Linked DNA regions of Mus musculus: region 1 is linked to region 2. The links are chromatin contacts, called in public promoter capture Hi-C maps. All regions are on one chromosome and are shown on one strand. Each heading gives the region's core, a stretch centred on a gene start, on an enhancer-like site or on the middle of the called end of the contact. The rest is flanking DNA. Distances are from core to core; before and after follow the strand shown. Region 1 overlaps Slc25a17 (solute carrier family 25 (mitochondrial carrier, peroxisomal membrane protein), member 17). Region 2 has its middle 9.2 kb from the start of 4930483J18Rik.

Region 1 (4,325 bases), core at 1,368-3,867, 130 kb before region 2:
TTTTTCGAGACAGGGTTTCTCTGTGTAGCCCTTGGCTGTCCTGGAACTCACTTTGTAGACCAGGCTGGCCTCGAACTCAGAAATCCGCTTGTCTCTGCCTCCCAAGTGCTGGGATTAAAGGCGTGCACCACCACCGCCCGGGCAGAAATAGTTTTCTTGTAAATCGTTGGTCATAGATTTCAAGAAAAGATCTTACCTTGTGCTATGGTTGGCCGTGTGGAACACATGGTTTACAGTTCACATTTCTGTACAGTACACAGTTCCCAGATGTGCTGACAGTGCAGCAGTATCAGGCAAAGTTCATGTGATGGAAGTTGGCATCACATTCTGATGGTTATTTAAAAAATAGTTAACTCCAGTGCATGGCAGCCCACTCCTGTTGTCTGAAGCAGGAAGATACAGTGTTCAAGGCTATACTGGGATACATAGCACGAACATCTTTAAAAACAAAAGCAAAGACAGATGAACAGAAAAGTACCTAAGTAGGAAATCTGCCCCCAAAATATTATTGAGAGGATAGTTTCTATCTGGGCCCATTTGAACAGAATAAATGTCTTTTCTAGTTAGGGCACTGTCATGGTGCTTTGCAAAAGCCTGACTTCTTGCTTAGATGCATTCCACCAGATTATTCGAGATGAAGGGATCTTGGCTCTGTGGAATGGCACCTTCCCCTCCTTGCTGTTGGTCTTCAACCCTGCCATCCAATTCATGTTCTATGAAGGCTTAAAACGGCAGCTTCTAAAGAAACGGATGAAGGTAATCCCTAACTTTAAAATTGTCTAAAAGGAATGCCTGTTTCCTCGTTTGATTAAAATGGTCCCTCCTCTGCTTTCCAGCTCTCTTCTCTGGATGTGTTCATCATTGGCGCAATAGCCAAAGCGATTGCCACCACAGTCACCTATCCCATGCAGACGGTACAGTCAATTCTGAGGGTGAGTCCTGGGGTTCTCCTAAAGTAAGGCCAGTGACACCTAAATTACGTCCTAAAGTCGTAAAGGCAGTGATGCAGGTGGTGTGTAGCCTGTGTGGTTCTGCCCATTTTCCTCTCTGTGCGATGTTTTGCTAGCCAGGCTTTAGCCTGACTTTCTGCATGACGTGGAATGAGGGTTACATTGGAATTTCTTAGTAATATATGGTCTCAGAAAAACCATATGTGTGGAAAGATTCCTCAAGGACTCAGGACACCCCAGGGTCTCTTCTCATTCACGTTGTTTGCCTTGATGATCCTTGATAAAATCAGAGGTTAACTTTTTTTTTTAAAGATTTATTTATTTATTTGTGAGTACACCGTAGCCATCTTCAGACACCCTAGAAGAGGGAGTCAGATCTCATTACCGGTGGTTGTGAGCCACCATGTGGTTGCTGGGATTTGAACTCGGGACCTTTGGAAGAGCAGTCAGTGCTCTTAACCACTGAGCTATCTCTCCAGCCCCCAGAGGTTAGCTTCTATAGTTCATTCATGGATAGTTAACAATTAAACTGTTTCAAAGCACTTCAGATTTCCAGACATTTGGTTGTTTACACATTCAGACATTTTTAGACACTCTGAGAAGCTGGGGGTACAGTGTAGTCCCTGTCCTCATGGAGACAGCAAGTGAAAGCACCAGGTAATTATTCCAGTCTGAGTCAGCTGTTCGGGACATGAGCAGCCCTGGCTTACTGAAGAGGAGCAGTGGGGTTCCTTCTGGGCGATTGGGCTGGGTTTCCAGCTCTCCTGAGAAGCACACTGAAGTCAAGATGCAAGGGGTTGTGAAGCTTGTGCTGGCTAAGAGGGAGAGAGCCGGCAAGACTTGCTTGTCTTAGAACTGAAGGGGGCCTCTGTGGCCAGGAGTGGCTTGCCCAGCAGGAAGCTAGAATAATTACAGGAAAGGTAGCTGTAAGTGAGGAAAGCCGATGGCAAGATTTTATTCTCAGCCCAGCAGTTAGCCTCTGGGGACTTTTAAGGTGGGACGTAGCATGATTCTGAAAGGCCTGTGTGGCTCTTCTGCAGTGTATTGATCAGCTGACGGGGAGAGTCTGGATAAGAGTGTTTGCTCTGAAATATATGACCCTGAGTTTAAATCTTTAGCACCTTTGTAAAGAGTCAGGCATGGCTTCCTGTGCCTGTAACCCCAACATGGGGTTGGGGAAGTATGGGAGTAGAGGCAGGCAGATCTTGAAAGCTGGCTCGCCAGCCAGCCTAGCCAAAATGACAAGCTTCTGTGTCAGTGACCATCTTGTGGCATGAAGGCAGGGATCAAGAGAAGAAGGCGACAGAGGCCCCTACTTCACCTCCACATGCACACAGGTGCATCCTCCACTTTCACAGGCTATTTGAACCTGTTTCTAGTTGTGGTGTGGCTCAGCCCTTGGCACACACCTTTAATCCCCTGGTTGGAATACAGACTGGCCTTTGGACCTCACCTTTAATCTCAAACAATAAAGGTGAAGTTAGTTTGTAGAAGGAAGCAGCGTGTTTAAAAATACTATGTCTAATTAAGTATCAGACAAACAAGCCAGAAAAAGATTTGACAGGATGGAATATGCCCAATTCTCAAGAGATGAGAGAGGAAAGAGAAGCTGCTTAAGGGAGAGAGAAAGAACAGGAGGAAGAAAATACAGTCCAGGAATACAGTCGAGTTCGTGGAGAGCAGTGCAGTAGAGTTGAGAGGGAGAGTAGAGCAGCACAGAGAGGGAGAGGGAGGCAGCTTTACCAGGAGAGTTTTACAGACAGATTGAAGAGAGAACAAGCAAGAGAATAAGAAGGAGCCAGAAGACTAGGACAGATTGCTAGAGGTAGTTTGAGGCCAAGGAGAATTCAGAGGCCAAGAGAAAAGTCAGATTGAGTAAGTCAGCTGGAAGAGGAGTTTGAGCCAGAACAGCTGAGTTGAATTAGAACGAGCAAAAAAAGGTGAGCTTATTCAACAGCAAGTCTCCGAGGCTGAAAACATTCTAGGCCTAGATTAGATTGTACTGAGGCTAGAAGCTTCCAGACTAGGCATAGGTTAGGAAAGGAACAATTACAACAGGAAAATAAAAGTTATTTTACACCCCACCCCACCCCTCCCAGGCTAAAGAGAAAGAAAAAGAGGGCCAATCAGGTAAGAGACCATTTTAGTAATCTAGGTGAGGGCATGGTAGCCTAGGCTAGGTTAGCAGCAATGGAGATAGATAGGGTGTGGACAAATTCAGGGTCTGTGCTGGGGCTTAGTGTGTTGCTTACTTAGCATGTGCAAGGTCCTGGGTTCGATCCCCAGCACTACAAAAATACTGTTAAAAGGCTGTTCTAGAGGGGCTGGCGAGATGGCTCAGTGAGTAAGAGCACTGACTGCTCTTCTGAAGGTCCTGAGTTCAAATCCCAGCAACCACATGGTGGCTCACAACCATCTGTAATAGGATCTGATGCCCTCTTCTGGTGTGTCTGAAGACAGCTACAGTATACTTATGTATAATAATAAATAAATCCTTTTTTTAAAAAAATCTGTTCTAGAAAGAACATTTGAAAGATTTATTGCTCAAGAAAATGAAGGTGGTGTCTCAGTTAAAAACTCTACTTTCTATGAAAAGTGTTTTTGCTAATGTGCTATTTTTGGTGAAATTGGCTCTTGATGGAAAGGATTTCACTATAGTTCACATTAATGCTTTTAACATAGTCCTAATATATGATTTGAAGAGTGTTGTTTGTGGGTGCTCTGACTGATCAGTGGTTATGTTACCAAGGAGAATGTCTTAAAGACCTGGAAGTTACCCCTCCCCCCCTACACACATCTGTGTATCACCCCGGGCATGTGCTTCTGTTTTGTTTTAATCCTTGCTGATCAAGTTATTCCATAACTCTTTGTAAAGGTGAAAGTCCCCATGCTGAGGATGTAGTTTAGTGTTGAGGGAATCTATTCTTTATTGAAAAATATCTTTTATTTTGATTTGCTTAATTGAAAAAGAAGATTAATAAACTCTATGATCCTAGTTGGATACTTTTTATCAACAGGATGCTGTGTTATGAGATGTTACACCAGTGTAATTTCCTAAGTAGAGATTAAGATGAAGAGGGGCTGGAGAGATGAGTGGTTTAGAGCAGAGGACCCAAATCCACTTGTGCAGCATTCCCGTGGAGAGGTTCACCGCCTTCCATGACTCCAGCTCCTCGGGACCAAGGCACTGGCGTGCAAACGTGCATATATCCATACTCTCACACACACATATGTACATGATTAAAATAAAAATAAATCTTTTTTAAAAACAAAATTAAGGTAAAACAGTAATAAATAGTAATTATCTTTTTTTTCCTCTTTTCATCCCAGTTTGGACGTCATAGACTGAACCCAGAAAACAGGACCCTGGGAAGT
Region 2 (4,135 bases), core at 1,130-3,629:
GGCCAACGAGATGGCTCACTGAGTAGAGGTGCTTGCAGGCAAGCCTGATGATGTCATTTTCATTTCTGGGATCCACATGGTGGATGGGGAGAACTGATTCTTGCAAGTTGACCTATGGCCTCTCACCATGCAGTATGTACCAAGTGTCTCCTCAACACAATCATCTTTGAAACACAATAAAAGATTTTCTCAAAAGCTCTTTGTGAGTCCTTTACTGGGCAGTTGATTCTCAGATGGCCTTTCCTAGGCTGTGGCCTGTCTTTTCTTTCCAGTGCGGAGATGGATCCCAAGGCGTCAAAGCATGCTGGACAATTGTTGTGGTACCAAGCATGGCCTCCAGCCCTGCTTTTGACATCACCTCTAAGAAATCCTTTCCTAATGAAGGTCACAAATATTCTCTTCTAGAAATTTTGTAGTTTAGGTTTTGGTTTTGTCCCCTCCCACACACACCCTTTTTGTTCTTTTCACTTTCTTTTTTTTATAGTTGTGGCCATCCTTGATGTTGTTTGTTTGTTAAGACAGAATTTCTTGGGGCTAAGAGCACTGGCTGCTCTTCCAGAGGTCCTGAGTTCAATTCCTAGCAACCACGTGGTGGCTCACAACCATCTGTAATGGGATCTGATGCCCTCTTCTGGTGTGTCTGAAGACAGCTACAGTGTTCTCATATAAATAAAATAAATAAATGAATAAATCTTTAAAAAAAACCAAAAACCAAAAATAGTATTTTGTGTCGTGGATGTTTGCATTAATTTTGGCTTGCTGAAGTGTTGCAGTGAAATCTTATGAGTTTTGATGACTGCGCTGTTTCAGCGTGTGCTTTAACTGTGGCCCTGAGTCTCCCTGCCTTGCACTACTGCAGCTTGGGCAGATTTCATTTAAGAGAAGAAAACCAACCAACCATCCACAACTGTGGCTGTATAGATGGCTCAAGGAGTAAGAGGACTTGCTGAGGGTGGACCAGGGTTTGAATCCCCAGCGTCTGGGTTTTAAAACAAATCTGGATGTGACCAATTGTGCTTGTGACGCCTATATGCTATGTAGGGGAGCAGAGACAGGTGGATTGCTGCAACTTGCAGTCCATCATCAGCCTAGCTCCAGTGAGATGGGATAAAGTGGAGGGTGATAGAGCAGGACACAGGGGTCCTCCTCTGATCTACACATGCACACTCACACACACACACTCTTACACTCACACACACACACTCACACATACACTCTCACACACATATACTCACACATACACTCTCATACACTCACACAGTCACACACACTCACACATACACACACAGACACACAGTCACACACACTCTCACACATATACCCTCACACACATATACTCACACATACACTCTCATACACTCACAGTCACACACTCACAATACACTCTCACACTCAGAAATACACATAAATACTCACACATACACTCTCACACATACACCCACACACACTCACACATACACTCTCACACACATATACTTACAGATACACTCTCATAAACATTCACACACACTCATACATTTACACACTCATACATTTATACACATACACACACACACTCACACCGACATACACACACACTCACACAGAAATGCACTCATAAATACACTCATACACACTCACACAAACACACTCTCACACACACTGACATTCACTCACCCACACACACTCTCACACACACATATACACACATACTCTCTCTCTCTCTCTCTCACACACACACACACACACACACACACACACACACACACTTTCTCTCATACATACACACACTCACACATACATACACTCATACACAAAATCCTGTTAATGTTCAGTTTAGTTTATTTATTTTTCAACAGTGTTCCCTTATTTAACTGGCTGGAAGTCATGCTATAAATCAGTTTGCCTTGAACTACTGCAACCCTCCTGCTTAAGTCTCCAAGTGCTGCGATTTCATGCCTGAGCCGAAACATGCAACTTTCATGTTTGTCTTTACTTTAGCTTTTCTTGGCTGTTGTTTCTACCTCTTTTGAAAGGACTAAAATGTTAATAATTTTAAAAAGATGTGGGCCCATGTGGTGGTGGTGGTGACACACAACTTTAGTCCCGGCACTTAGGAGGCAGAGTTAGGCATCTCTCTCTCTGTGAGTTCAAGGCCAGCCTGGTCTGCAAAGTGAGTTTCAGGACACCCAACCAAGGTTACACAGAGAAACCCTGTCTTGAAAAACAAAACAAACCAAGCAAAAAAAAAAAAAACCCAAACCCACAAAATTCTAAAAAGATGTTGTGATCATAACCACCAGGGGGCGCCAAAGAACATCTTTTAAAGTAGATCTCTGTAGATCTCTGTAGTTAAGCGTTCCTCCAGCAAAGACTCTTCCAGTTTGGATTCCTTCACTCTTCAGACGAAAACTCATCCATTTTGTGACTCTCTGGAGGCTTGGCTCAAAATACACAGATCAATGTAAGAATATGTTTTAGGACAGAAGGCTTATCTAGCTTGCATGATCTCTACCCTGGTTGAGCAAGCAAAACGGAAACAGAAACAAAAATATCAGCATAGAAAACAAAAACAAAACCACCCTACATCTGTGTTCTTTCCTGAAGTCCCCAAAGAGAGCCAAGCAAGGGACTGGTGGCAGAGTTCTGATTCCTAGAACCAGGGTTAAAAAACACTGTGTGCCCTTGGGAGATGGAGATACTGCTTGTGATGATAAAATAGACTCCAACATTTGTGCGTTTGCCTGGCTCATGTAATTCAAGTGTGCAAAGTATCTTGTAGATGATACTTTGAAATTTGTCCTGTCTTGGATCTTTATTTTGTCCCTGCAAACTGGGACACTTGGTCACCTTACTTGTTTGACCCTCTGCGTTTTCTTATCTGTGAGATGGAGGTAAGACTGAAAAATGGCGTTGGGGACACAGAGAGACTCATGGGTGCTGAGTAAGATATAGATCCCAGGCTAGGCATGGTAGCACATACCTTTAACTCTAGCATTCAGGAGGCAGAGGCAGGTGGGTCTCTATGAGTTCAAGTCAGCCTGGTCTATATAGTGAGCTCTAGGACAGCCAAGGCTACACAGAGAAACTCTGTTTTGAAAATGAAAGTAAAATAAAATAATAAAAAGTGTTTGAAACCTACGGTATTTCTTGATAACAACAGGAGTCTAGTTGTGTGTTTTTGTTTGTTTGCTGTTTTGTCATTGTTGTTTTGAAATTTCTGTGTAACCCTGGCTGTCCTGGAACTTACATTGTAGACCAGGCTGTTCTCGAACTCAGAGATCTGCCTCCTGAGTGCTCGGATTAAAGTGTGCACCACCATTCCTGACTCCAAAAACATTATAAATAGAGCCTTGTTGTGTTGTTATTGTTCATTTAGTTAAAGGATTTTTTTAAATTATGTGTAAATGTGTATGTGCACTTGGGTGCAACGCCTGTGGAGTCCAGAAGAGGGCGTCAGGAGGTTGTGGGCTGCCTGACAGTGTGGCTGAGGCCCTAACTCAGCTCTGCAAAAGCTGTGTGTTCTCCAGCCCCTGTTGTTTGTTTTGAGACAGGGTCTCATTATATAGTCCTGGCTGGCCTAAAATTCACCATGCAGACCAGGCTGCTCTCAAACTTGCAGCAATCCTCCAGCCTCAGCCTCCCGAGTGCTGGGATTAAAGGCCTGTGCCACCACGCCCAGCTGTTTTTGTTGTTTGAAACATGATCTCCTGTAGCCCAATCTAATAATTAGCTGAGGATAGCCTCAAGCTCCTGATCCTCTCGTGTCACCTCACACAGGCCACACAGCAGGCAAAAACTCTTTTTAATTGACACACTATAATTGTATATATTTATGGTTTACAGTGTGATATGCCATCTCAGATATACAATGTGCAATGCTTAAATCCAGCCAACTGGGTTATGTATTCATCTGTCTGTCTATCCATCCATCCATCCGTCGTCCATCCATCACTTTGCGTTAAGAACATTCAAAGCCCTTTCTATCCGTTACTCTGAATCATTCGATTCATTGTTGCCAGCTACAGTTTCCCTACTGTGCTATTATGGGAATACTAAAAAGTGATTGCCACTTCTCAAGGATGATTTCAGAGCAAGAGAAAGGGTTTGTAGATCATAGGGGGAAAATATGTCTTGGAATATAAATCAGTGGCAG

The links. Capture Hi-C pulls out chosen DNA fragments and counts their contacts.
Region 1: a promoter capture Hi-C map of adipose tissue shows a contact between it and region 2. The contact joins two enhancer-like sites. A contact is called at or near these places in 1 of 39 promoter capture datasets (the SN4741 cell line), 2 of 15 datasets of contacts at CTCF or cohesin (CD8 T cells and the NIH/3T3 cell line), 2 of 484 Hi-C or Micro-C datasets (the AML12 cell line and germline stem cells), 3 of 115 datasets of contacts at active chromatin or transcription factors (T-cell acute lymphoblastic leukemia, embryonic stem cells and pancreatic cancer cells) and 4 of 9 other capture datasets (adipose tissue, embryonic stem cells, liver and 1 more).

What each region holds. Positions count from the first base shown.
Region 1 is chr15:81,323,648-81,327,972 of GRCm38.p6, reverse strand. Slc25a17 (solute carrier family 25 (mitochondrial carrier, peroxisomal membrane protein), member 17) reads left to right here. Exons shown (of 9, transcript NM_011399.3): 6 at 611-756; 7 at 837-932; 8 at 4,281-4,325. Among named protein-coding and RNA genes, the nearest start is that of Slc25a17, 35 kb to the left of the region's middle. Within about 2 kb of position 2,617, at least 15 of the 459 cell types and tissues checked have an H3K27ac peak or open chromatin away from gene starts, as enhancers often do. A contact at or near this core is called in adipose tissue, where this site is marked.
Region 2 is chr15:81,197,940-81,202,074 of GRCm38.p6, reverse strand. No RefSeq gene overlaps it. Among named protein-coding and RNA genes, the nearest start is that of 4930483J18Rik, 9.2 kb to the right of the region's middle. Within about 2 kb of position 2,379, at least 79 of the 459 cell types and tissues checked have an H3K27ac peak or open chromatin away from gene starts, as enhancers often do. A contact at or near this core is called in adipose tissue, where this site is marked.